Linked DNA regions of Macaca mulatta: region 1 is linked to region 2. Evidence: chromatin contacts called from public Hi-C data. All regions are on one chromosome and are shown on one strand. Each heading gives the region's core, a stretch centred on a gene start, on an enhancer-like site or on the middle of the called end of the contact. The rest is flanking DNA. Distances are from core to core; before and after follow the strand shown.

Region 1 (5,977 bases), core at 3,012-5,511, 270 kb after region 2:
TGGTTTGGATCCTTTTACTATACATGATATTGTTGGGACAATTGATGGAACTTGAATGCGGATATATCAGTGTTAATTTGTTTCCTCTTTTTATGTGTTTGCTTTTTTTCTTATCAATGTTAATTTGATATATCTATACTGACTAAGCAATATTTTGGTTCTGTAAGAGAATATCCTTGTTTGTAGGAATTACACACCAGAACACTTAGGGTAAAGAAGTATCATGTTAGAACCTATTCAGAGATGATTCTGGGGGAAATGCTCTGTAAATTCGAAATTATTTCAAAAAAAAATTTTAAATAACTAAATGTTCTTTCAGGCGCGTTCACCACTAGAGAAATTACTTTCTTTGAGAACTACAAAGACACAACTTTTGATATAAACCTATAGCAGAATAATGTGTTTTCTTGTTGGGATTTTGATATCTATTAGATATAAAAATAAGCATGCAGAGGTTTCTTAAAAGATAGCTTTTTAAAAACCCATTTAACACACACTGAAGATACATACACACACAGATATGGTAAAGAATTTTAAAGTGGCTGGTGTAGTTGTGCATCTACTCAGATTTATAGGCTTGTGGCCTAAAAACAGTTGGGCATTTTTCAGAATTTAAAAGCAACATCCTGAAATTAAAAAAAAAAAAAAAAAAAAAAAAAAAGTTGGAGTTTATTGTTTTTGCAAAGTAATTAAGCATGTAGGCCCTGGAGCCAAGCTGCTTGCTTTGGAATCCTGGCCACCGCTTACAAGATATGCCACCTCTGACAAAGTATTTGATTTTCTTTTTTTGAGATGGAGTCTCACTCTGTGGCCCAGGCTGTAGTGCAGTGGCACAGTCTCAGCTCACTGTAACCTCTGCCTCCCGGGTTCAAGCGATTGTTTTGCATCAGCCTCCCGAGCAGCTGGGATTATAGGTATGTGCTACCATGTCCAGCTAATTTTTGTATCTTTAGTAGAGATTGGGGTTTGCCATGTTGGCCAGGCTGGTCTCAAACTCATGACCTCAAGTCATTCGCCCACCTCGGCCTACCAAAATGCTGGGATTATAGGCGTGACCCACCGCTGATTTTTTTAAGCCTGCATTTTCCCATGTGTAGATCGGGAAAATAATGTTGAACTCACAAGTCTTGCAGTAGGATAAATGAGATAATATAGTCTGTAGCATACAGTGAGCACTAAATAAAGTTGGCTGCTATTATTATTTCATGAGTAATTAAAATGCTTTCATAAAATCATTTTAGTATGATTATGTTGGCTTGCTTTTCTCTCACCAGGAGTAGAATTACTAGGGGACCATCAAAGTCATGGCTTCTGCTGTTAACCCTGTCTCAAGATGAAATTAAAACCTGGAGCTGGAGCATATTCTAGAAGACAGAAAGCAGGGCAAGGCCACAGACAGACTTGGGCTTTGGAGAACTAAGACTGGTTAAATTCCATACCTGCTACTTACAAGCTTTGTGACTTGAGCCTTGGCATGTAAAATGTCTGTAACGTACACAAATAATCATAGCGACCACACTGATTGTGGAGGGTTAAATTAGATGAACTTTGCAAAACATCTAATTAAGCGACCCACCTAAAGAATGTCCTCAAAGAACTATGGTTATTTTTATTACTCCTTTAAAAGTGCAGGAGTAGTTTCTTTAGAATACAAGTGTTGGGGTCAGAGATAGTAACAGAACGTTTGAGGGCATTTTTGAGAGTGTGATAAGCTTGTCAATATTTGTTCCTGCTAAGGTTTGGACTGCCAAGGATGGAGACTTAAATTGCTTCAGAAGGAATTTCAGTTGACAAGAAGCATGTCCTGTGAGATGCTGAAAAAGGATAGATAGCAATCTTTCTAGAACAATATGGGTTTAGTGCATACCAGCCTTGGAATCAAGGACAAAGGAGAGAATACTTCATCCAGTCCCACCTGTGTTTAAGTGGTGGAAAGAATTTTGATTTTTCTGTCTGTAAACATGTAAGCCTTTATCCCACAGGAGGGTTTCATCAGGTGCACGATTAAAATGTGTCTGTATATTTTCTTTTAAAGAGAAAATGTGCTTCCTTTAGAGAACTTATTTAGTTGCTCATCTAAAATTAGTGACTCTTAGTTATTGACCCAGGACTTCTTTAGAATTCTGGGTATTATTAAAGGAAGTTTTCCTGATACACTGTCTTCTACTTTAATTCATTCACTCAACCATGCTGCAAATGTTTATTGAGAACACCTAATATTCCAAGCACTCTGCTAGAAGTTATTTTTAAAAATTTTTTAAAAAGTGGACAAAACAGAACCTCATGTAACAGTATTCACAGTCTACTGCTCTTATAACCTCTGATGGGTTTTATGGAAACTCTTTGCAAAGGAACACACTTTGAACTATTTTTAAAAAATCAGATTATTTTGGCTACAGAGATATATATCTGGAGTATTTGGAGACAGGCTTATCTCCACATTTGCCTGGAATTCCTGTATCTAGAGATTTCCTGCCAGCAGTGTCCCTATACGCAGTGAACAGCAGCCTGTGACTTGCAGGAGAGGTGCCCATCCTTGATAGCTCATGTAAAATTAAACTTGGGCTGGTCGTTGGTTTACTCTGTTATGAAATAGAAGCTCTCAGTGTTGCCACTTTTAATGCATGGGAGGAGAATTTTCCTTAAAAAAAAATCATGGCGATGTTAACTCTCCCAGCCGACTAGTGGCACTAAGGAAAACTGCTGCTTGAGTCTGAATTGCCAAAGGAAGAAAGCTGCAATTACAGTACATTTCCCTATTACAAAGAGCATCGGCTTTGCCAGGAAGAGCCATATGCAGCACAAAGCACACCACAAAAGAACTTTGGTAGTGAAATGACTCTGTCTTCATTCACATATGCTGGTAGCATGTTTATTCAGTGTGTGCCTCTGCGGAGATAAGAGCCGCTTCCTTCAGATGCCCTAGACTGCCGTTTGTGTAGCTGGAGAACTTAATGAGTAATGGATGTGCTTGTCTGGCCAGTATAAAGTATTTCCACAGCCTGTGGCTGTGTTTATAGAGAGCGGGAGAGAGACCACAGGCAGCAATTTGTCTTCTTAGGTATCAGCAAAGTCTTCTCTTTTAACAACTAGAAGATTTATTTTTAACTGCTTGACTCAGTGTTTGTCAGATGATTCGGACCATCAAACTGCAGATTGAAGTCCCCAGCGCGGGGGAAGCTGGAATGGCAAGGGAAAGGGGGCTGGCTGGGAAAAGGGGTGGGATTTTAGAATCGTGCCTGTGTGGCTCTGCCTCCCGATGTGGGAGAGAGTTACAGCCGCATGAGTGTATTTGCAGGTCAAGCTGGGAACTAAAGGGTAATGGCTGCCTTCAGCTGCTTAAAGACATAATTGGCCAGTGATTGGGGTATTGTGGGGAGCAACCAGGGACCCAGGGACCAGAGTGTTCTGAGCACCACACTTCGCTCTTCTGCAAATTAAGCTTTTCTCCTGCTTGATGCTGCCTGTCTCCAGAAGCCTCTCACCATGATCGATAGCTCCAAGAAGCAGCAACAGGGCTTCCCAGAGATTTTAACTGCTGGGGATTTTGAACCATTAAAAGAAAAGGAATGCCTTGAGGGGAGCAACCAGAAAAGTCTCAAGGAAGGTCAGTCTCTCTGTGGACAGGGGCAAAACTGCCAAATTCATATTCTGGTCAGCCAACTGAGCGTGTCTGTCTGTTACCATGCCGTGTGTCTGCTCTCTCTGTTCACTCATGTACCTTACACGTTCTAAGTTCTTTGAAATGAAAGCTTAATGCTGTTCTGGGTAGCTGTTACTAAAGATTCATTAGCTGATGGAATTGTAGGGCTTTTGCAGTAATTAATACAGTAAGGGTACTTGCACAGCCTGTCCTCATTTTAGTAAAATCTTCCCAGGTTCATTTTGTATATTTTCTTCCTTTTTTTTCTCTTCCCTCTCTCTTTTCGGAGAGGCCATTTCCTTTTCTATGTTAGTGAGAACACTGCTTCTTTTAGGTTTCCAAACACATAATTCCAGCAAAATTCATTTTTTCAGTTAAGATACTTATGATTTTTACTGTTTAAAACCAGGAAGGTAGCTAGCTCTTAAATCCTAAATGATAGGTTAATTGGTTATAATGCGCATAGCATCGTTTTTGTTTTAAAAAGCACATTGCATAGCTTCATTTTGTTTTGTAACAAAGCAAGCAAAGAATAAGCTTGAGAATAAATACGGTCAATTATTATTGTTAGTAAACACTGCACAGGCACCTCACTGACTGATTTAAGGAAAGAGCCAAATGTGTGGGCATTGCTGTCCTCTGTCCTGGCATACGGAAGCATGGCAAGACTGGTACACAGCTTGCCTTCCTGTAGCCAGTGTTGAAGAAATTCAGGGTGTACAGAGAGTAAGTTTTCCTGAATTTGAGACATGAGGGTCACTCTTCTCAATGCTTGTTTAATTTGAAAATTGGTTTCCTAGTCATCTTTGGGAAGCAAAAAAACCCACAACAACCCTTTTTCAGCTGCTGCCATCAGCCACCCCCTCGCCTCCCCGCTCGCTCTTGCCTGTCTTGTAGAGACCCAGAGAGTAAATGTACACTTAATTGGCCTAAGTAGTGCTTTGAGCTTCTTCTAAAAGATAAGAAGAAGAAACAAGAGTTAGACTTGCTGGAGTTGAACTACTTTTGTGTATGGGTAGGAAGAACTCCTAGGTCAAAATAAATGACACACAATGAAGTATAAATAGCTGTTGCTAGGAACCAAACAATGGAGTTGCCTCTGCTTGTGCACAGCATGTCTTACTGTCGATTTTTAGAAAAATCAATGCCAGTGGAATTTTGAGGACGCATTTCTGGAGACTCATTGAAGGAAACCTAAATTTCTTAAATCATTAATTTTTTAAAAGTTTGAGAATTATCTATCATTTAAGTCAAGTTCAAGTGTCAAGCTCCTAATAATACTATAAATTTAAAACATTTTTGTGTACTTAAAAAACTAGGAAAGTAGAGGAAAACAGAATAGGAGAAATAAAAAGATGTCACAACAGCAATGGGATTAAGGCACATAGAAAGCAAGGATTAAAAATATAAAAACAGAGTAAGGGAATCATCAACAGGAACCACAAAATAGAGTTGAGACAATTACATAATGTACAGATTCTTTCCATAACAATTCTGACCATGCTTTCGATTTATACAGGTGCAATAGTATAATGGCAAAGCAGCATAGACCCTGGAGTGAGAAATACTTGAATTCAAATCCTACATTCACCATTTACCAGGTTTGTGATCCTGGACAAGCTTACTACTCTGAGCTTTAACTTCCTCGTTTGTACAATGAGGAGAAACAATACCTAATAGTGATTTTATAAGATGCCTCGTTAATATGTTTCTCATCTCTCTTCTTGCTTTTTTCATATTTCTTTTTCCTTCTATTTAAAATTTAAATTTTAAAATCCTGCATATATTTACAAAATACAAGTCTTATATATCTTATTGTTTTGTTAAATTCATTGATATAAAGAGGTAGAGGTGAGAAACTTTAAAACACTCCACAGAAATAATCGGATGATAAAATTAATGTCTTTCTGTAGTTGCACTGAACTGGGTTTTGCTTTATATCTCAACAGACTAAATATTTCTACTCATTTAATAGATTCTACTCATCTAATAGATAGGGTTGAAGCTAAAATAACGTATATAGACATTAAGGGCGATTTGCTGCCTCAAAGTTAGTGACATTGAAAGGATTAGATCTGGATTTAATTAGAGTGGAAAAAATAAAAATGATAGGCACTTTCAAAATTTGGAGTCATATAAAAATAACTTGGTTCTCTTTGCAAAACTGAACTCCCAAAATTCAGTATGTCACTGATCCTGCCTGCAGATGAACAACAATGTTTAGCTCATCAGATTTGTAGAATTTAACTTTGGGACAAACTCCTGGTTAACTTCATCTGCTTTTAAGTATTGGGTCCTGCATCGTTTACATGAATCCATGGAAGTTGATTGAGA
Region 2 (6,577 bases), core at 1,940-4,439:
GTGAAACCCCATCTCTACTAAAAATAGAAAAAATTAGCTGGGCATGGTGGCGGGCACCTGTAGTCCCAGCTACTTGGGAGGCTGAGGCAGGAGAATGGTGTGAACCCGGGAGGCGGAGCTTGCAGTGAGCCAAGATCTCGCCACTGCACTCCTCCCTGGGCGACTGAGTGAGACTCTATCTCAAAAAAAAAAAAAAAAATCTGTTTGTTCTAGAACTTTTCTACGCAATCACATGCAAGTACCATTTACCGTTTTGTTTTTATACAAATGGGACCATACTATACATTACTGTTTTGCAACTGCTTTTTTCAGTATGCAATAATGCATATTGGGTATCTTTCCATATACAGGTTTTCATGGCTAATATTCTACTTATCAGAGATGCATGAAGAAATTTTAACTACTCTCCTATTCTTGGACATTTAGGAGAAATATATAGTCCACACAATGATATAACAAATACACATCTTCATATACAAGCTCCTCACTAGAATATAAGTTCTATGCCTGCTTTGCCCACTAGTAAACTCCCAGCACTTAGAGCAGTGCCTGACACATTGGGTGCCCCATAAACTCTCACCAGATGACTATGTGTATATGTATCTATACATGTATTTAAAATTTCTATGTAGATTGACCAATCGCCTTCCAAAAAGATTATTTCACTGTATACTCCTATGTATAGTTTTTTTGTTTGGTTGGTTGGTTGGTTATTTTGAGTCGCAGTTTTGCTTTTGTTGTCCAGGCTGGAGTGCAATGGCACCATCTCGACTCACCACAACCTCTGCCTCCTGGGTTCAAGCGATTCTCCTGCCTCAGCCTTAGCTGGGATTACAGGCATGCACCACCACGCCTGGCTAATTTTTGAATTTTTAGTACAGATGGGGTTCCACCATGTTGGTCAGGCTGGTCATGAACTCCCGACCTCAGGTGATCTGCCCACCTCCGCCTCCCAAAGTGCTGGGATTACAGGTGTGAGCCACCACGCTTGGCCCTATCTATAGTTTTTCAATGTTGTTTTGTTTCGATCAGCTAGGAATGTCATCTGATCAAACGGGCTTAACACAATACAAATTCATTATCTTCCAGTTCTGGGGGTCAGAAGTCCAAAATGGGTGGGTAGAGCTGCAGTCCTCCTGGGAGCCCTAGGAGAGAATCCATCTCCTTGCCTTTTTCAGCTTGGAAGGGCCGCATTGCTTGATGCAGTGCTCCTTCCACATCACTCTGAACTCGGCTTCCTGTCACATCTCTGAATCTGATCCTCCTACCTCTCTTTCTCTTATAAGCACATTTGTGGTACATTGAGTCCACCTGGATAATCCACATAATCCCCCCCATCTCAAGAACTTTAACATAATCACATCTGCAAATCCCCCTTTGCCACGTAAGGTAACATGCAGGCTCCAGGGATTAGGATGTGAACATCTTGGGAAGCCAATATTCTGCCTATCACCGCTTGGGAATCAGGTTTGAATTTCAGCCTTGTCATTTCAAGCTTCATTTCCTAAATACGTGTTGAGTACCCTCATATCACGTCCTGAAATAGATCTAAGAGATTCACTAACTAGCTCCCGTGGCCTCGCCCAAGTTATATAACCTCCCTGTACCTCCATTTTTCTCATTGGCAGAACTGACTAAATTGATATCTGCCTCGCAGGAAACGCTGTATGTAAAGTGTTTGCAGGCAACCCCTTCCACTTAAACAGCATTCAGGAATTATATGCTATTTTCATCTTGACAAAATGTAAGCAAAATACCGGATTAAGCAGTAAAGAGGTAGAGGAACAGATCCTCTTGGAAACGGCTGGTGTGAATGCAAATTGGTAGAGGCTTTCTAAAGGGCAATGTGGCAATGTGAATGTAATGAAAAGCCTTACAATTTTTTTTCTCTTTATCCCAGTAATTATTCATTTCCAGATGTGTATCTGAAGGCCATGGTTGAATTTACATACAAAGATGTTTAGTGAAGTATTATTTATATTACTGGAGGGGGAAGAAGCAGAAACAGACTAAATGTCCTCTAATAAGCAATTAGATAAGTACACCCACATTATGGAAATCTGATCAGCCATATAAAAGGACTTTGTAAAAGAATATGAAACATCATGTTCAGAGGTTTGCCAAATGTTAATGACAAAGTTGGGGATTTAAATCAGAGATATTAATTATCTCATATCGGTAAAAAAAAAAAAAAAAAAAAAAAAAAAAAAAAAAAAACTCTTGTGTGAGAGAAAGTGTGTATAGATAGAAAAAAAAAGGAGTAAATAAAATAGATTTCATGATGTTAACAGTGGTTATTTCCACGTAATAGAAACGAGTGATTTTCATTTTTGCTTACTCGTATTTTCTATCCTCTAATAATAAAGGTGGGGAGTTTCTATACAAAACAATTCCTCTGCTAGTTCAATTATCAGGCATTTCTAGGTATAGAACAAATACTGCGGGATGTGTCCCTCTAGTGGAAGGAGGGATTTTTAAAAATAGTTTATTGTATTGAAGTCTTTTGGAGGCAAACAGGGGTCTGATGTTAGTAAAGGATTCTGCTTATTCCACAACCACTGCACTCCAGCCTGGGCAACATGTCAACACCCTGTCTCGAAAAAAAAAAAAAATTAAAAGAGGCATGGAGACCAATCGCAAAAGGAAGGGCCAAAAACCACCCTAGGAAACAGGTGCTACTAACTCTAGGAGCATTTGGAATATTGACCAGTAACTTTTTCAGTTGTCGACGTCTGGGGATTAAGCTCCTTAGGCTTACTTCCCCTCCCCTTGCTTTCTGGCAGCTTGCGTCTATGGTACCACGGAATGTGGACCCTCAAAAAAGACGTGGATGAAATGAAGCCTTTTGCCTGCGAGCTACACCTATACGGAGCGCCAGCCCCTCCAAGTGACTCTGAATCTTCGGCTCCACTCGGCTCTTCTTCGGCTGAGTTCGGTCGACGCTTGCCTTCTCAGGCTCGGCTCTCTTCGGCTTTCTGAGCGCACTCTCGTCCTGGCCTCGGCTCCTCTTCGGCTGCGTTCGACCCACGACCGCCTCAGTCTCGGCTCTCCTCGGCTACATTCGGCTGGCTTTCGTCCTCTCGGACTCGGCTCTCTTCAGTTGAGTTCGGCCTACTCTCGTCTCTGAGTCGGCTGCCCTTCACTCTCGTCTCTGAGTCGGCTCCCTTCGTCTGCGTTCGGCTGCGACCCGGAAGAGCTTCGATGGAGCCGGAGCTGCCGGCTCGACGGACGGCTATGGCGCCACTGTTGGAGTACGAGCGGCAGCTGGTGCTGGAACTGCTCGACACTGACGGGCTGGTAGTGTGCGCGCGCGGGCTCGGCGCGGACCGGCTCCTCTACCACTTTCTCCGGCTGCACTGCCACCCAGCCTGCCTGGTGCTGGTGCTCAACACGCAGCCGGCCGAGGAGGTGCGGCCGCGCCGGCACGGGAATGAGGGAGTGTTGGGGGACTCCTGATCGGATGCGAGGCCTCTGACAGGGATGGAGGGGCTCTGAGGGGGATTCAGGCCCCTGACACTACGCAGTGACACAGAGAAGGATGTCAGAGGTCCCCAGGGGGATGCAGGTGCCTCACACTGCGCGGACACAGACGTATGGGAGGGGTCGCGAGGAGGATACCGGTCGCTCACACTGTGCGGGGACACTGAGAAGAATTGGAGGGGCCCGGAGAAGGCTGCAGGTCCCTGGCAGGAGTTAAAGAACACTAAGAGGAATGCAAGTCCCTGACACTGTGCGGGGACTCTGGGAGGACAGGGAGGGGTCCCGAGAAGGATGCAAGTCTTTGACCAGAGTTCAAAAACATTAAGAGAAATGGGAGGGGTCCCCAGGGGATGCAGGTCCCTGACACTGTGCAGGCACAATGAGACTGATGGAAGGGTTCCCGAGAAGGATGCAATTCCCTGACAGCACTAAGAGGGATGGGAGGGGTCCCCAGAAGGATGCAGGTCCCTGACATGGGTGCAAGGGCATTGAAAGGTGAAGGGGCTCTGAGTGGTAGGAGAGGATCAGAGGTCCCTGCAAGGGAAAGGGAAGATGTCGAAAGCAGGATCTGCATAGGAATAACGGGAGAGTCCTGAAGTTGGCCATTAAGGGAGTTTCTGGGGGCAGAAGGATGGTCCCTGAAAAGGAACAGTGATGAAGATGGAAGGGTCTCTGAGGGTGATGGGGAGACATGAAAGGAGATGGTGAGGCTGGAAAACCCCAATAGGGAAAAGAAGGGACCAGGAAATAGGGCATTCACTAAGGCTGTGTTAAGAGGGCCATCGGGTCAGAAAGGGATTGGATCTGGAAGCTGAGGATGTTAGCAAAGGTTAACGACAGTTAAGGAGAATAAAGAACACTGAGAAAGATGGAAAGGCGCAACACTTGGGGCTGGGGGATGTTGAGAGGGGACACAGCTTGGTCTGACAAGTCTGATGATCCCCTAGATAGATCAGGTGGCCAGGACAAAAATGTCAGCTGAGAAGAGTGAGCACAGTCTCTTTGAGGCAGGGACCCTGTTTGATTCATCTAGGTATCCCCAGTACTTGGCATAGGGGCCTAAGGCAACACATAGTGCCTAGTAAAAGTGGTTTTAAACTGGGGATGTAAATAAACCAAGCCAAGGGATCCAGTGACATGAAGTCCCTCTAGGATGGATCAGCACAGAACTGATCATCTAAAACATTGTCTGGGAAAAGGATTCCCTTGTTATCTTCTCATAGAATGCGCTTGGCTACAAACCTGGCTTTGATGGGAAGTATTTTTTAGGTAGCAGAAATCTTTTACTCCACGCTTTTAAAAGTTTCAGGTTTTGTGTGTGTGTGCATATGTTCTTGTAGTTGAGTGCTGATAATGACTGAAGTTCAATTATTCCTTAGTGTAAACCCCAAAACAAGAAAAACCTCATTAAATGTAGACTGTTTGGTTGAAGTTACTATAAAGAAGTAACTTAGTTTGTATATTCATTATTAAGTTCATTATCTCAGAGAAAGACAGCACATTATTTTAAATATCTGCAACCTAATAAAAACTGCCCTGTATTAGGTTGCCTACTAATCAAGTTTGATTTGATTTAGGAGTATTTTATCAATCAGCTGAAGATAGAAGGAGTTGAACACCTCCCTCGCCGTGTAACAAATGAAATCACAAGCAACAGTCGCTATGAAGTTTACACACAAGGTGGTGTTATATTTGCAACAAGTAGGATACTTGTGGTTGACTTCTTGACTGATAGGATACCTTCAGATTTAATTACTGGTAAGAATTTGGATTCTTATTTGTATATGAATTTGTACTTTCTTTTTTTTTAAGTACAATTTCTATTTTATTTTTCTCCAGAGAATAGTCTGTCTTCAATCTGGAAGGACTGAACTCCCTACATGGGCTTTGGTGGGGGTCGTGGAGCAGCACCCGCAGGTCTAAATCGGGGTGGGGTGTTTGGTTCTTGCAGGCTTCACAAGATCGATTCCTGACTACTTTGTTGTGAATTGCACAACTCACACAGTAATGTAGCTTCACGTACAGCTTGGGAAGCACATAAGCGTCGAAGACGCTCTCTTCAGAAATATCCCTGACTGCCGCAGCCTCCACTATGTTTCGAATGACAGATTTCTTAATGGCCTTGTCCTTGGGCACGCCTCAGGCACAGTTCATGCATCGAGTAGGCTGTACATGGCCGCAGCCCCTTTTGGCACGACCATTGTTCCTTCTTTTCTTTGTCATCTTGGAGGCACAGACCGGAGAGAGCAATTTGTACATTTTTATTTTTGTCTGTCCCCTCTGCTAAACGCTCTGTTAGAACCTTCTAGTGGGCACTACTGGAACCTTTTGCTCAACATTGTGCTTCCAGCTTTCAGCCTGATACCTGACACATTGTAGATGCTCAATAACTATCTGTGACCTGAATAGGTAACTAAATGTAAGATTAACTTTTCCTTGTTTTCTAAGCTCTTATTCAGTAAATACTTGCAATTCATTAGCATTTGCTTTTAGAACGTAATCAGATTTGAAATGTTTATAAATAATATTTGTGTATTTCGTAAAATATTTAGTTTTCCTCTTTAAGATTTTTTTGGCATTATTGGAAATTAAATCAAGTAGTTACCTGCTTATTTCGAGGAAAAAGTTTTTTAGCTAGAATTAAATAGAAAAGAAATTCATTTTCATTATCCTTTCCAAAACCTTTTCTGATGTCCCCAAAGCTAATGTAGGGGCTGTGCCTCTGTGCCCTCATATTACTCTGTATTTCTCCCCACTCATAGTGCTCACAATACTACATTGTATTTGTGTGTTTGTCTGTCTGTCACTCACAAGATAAGCTTAAGCATAAGGAACAAGTTGTTTATCCCAGGGTAAGTAACTGGCACATGGTAGGTACTAAAGACATATTTGTTGGGTGAATGATGGACGTATATAGTACTGTGATCATTGGTGAACTTCTGGAGGCGAGAGACTCTGAAATTCATAAACTTACTTCCCACCATATCTGTCATATTACCCTGAACCTAGATGACCCTCAAGAAAAATTTGATAAATGTGTGAATGAATGCTTCAGTGGTAAACCGATTGAAGAAGTTTGGTTACTCTTTTATAACTT

Evidence for each region. Hi-C and Micro-C count contacts between places; a contact is called where the count stands out from the background.
Region 1: a Hi-C map of fetal cortex germinal zone shows a contact between it and region 2, with 4 times the contacts expected there. The contact joins the promoter of LOC144338321 here to the promoter of ERCC4 in region 2. A contact is called at or near these places in 2 of 14 Hi-C or Micro-C datasets (cortical neurons and fetal cortex germinal zone).

What each region holds. Positions count from the first base shown.
Region 1 is chr20:15,342,045-15,348,021 of T2T-MMU8v2.0, forward strand. LOC144338321 reads left to right here and starts at 4,262. Exons shown (of 3, transcript XM_077987051.1): 1 at 4,262-4,369. The coding sequence starts at 4,262. All of the region lies in intron 5 of MRTFB (myocardin related transcription factor B), which reads left to right. It overlaps LOC144338342 (a long non-coding RNA gene), which reads left to right. Exons shown (of 2, transcript XR_013412333.1): 2 at 1-661.
Region 2 is chr20:15,077,095-15,083,671 of T2T-MMU8v2.0, forward strand. ERCC4 (ERCC excision repair 4, endonuclease catalytic subunit) reads left to right here and starts at 3,190. Exons shown (of 12, transcript XM_077987064.1): 1 at 3,190-3,408; 2 at 5,058-5,238. The coding sequence starts at 3,202. It also overlaps the pseudogene LOC712708.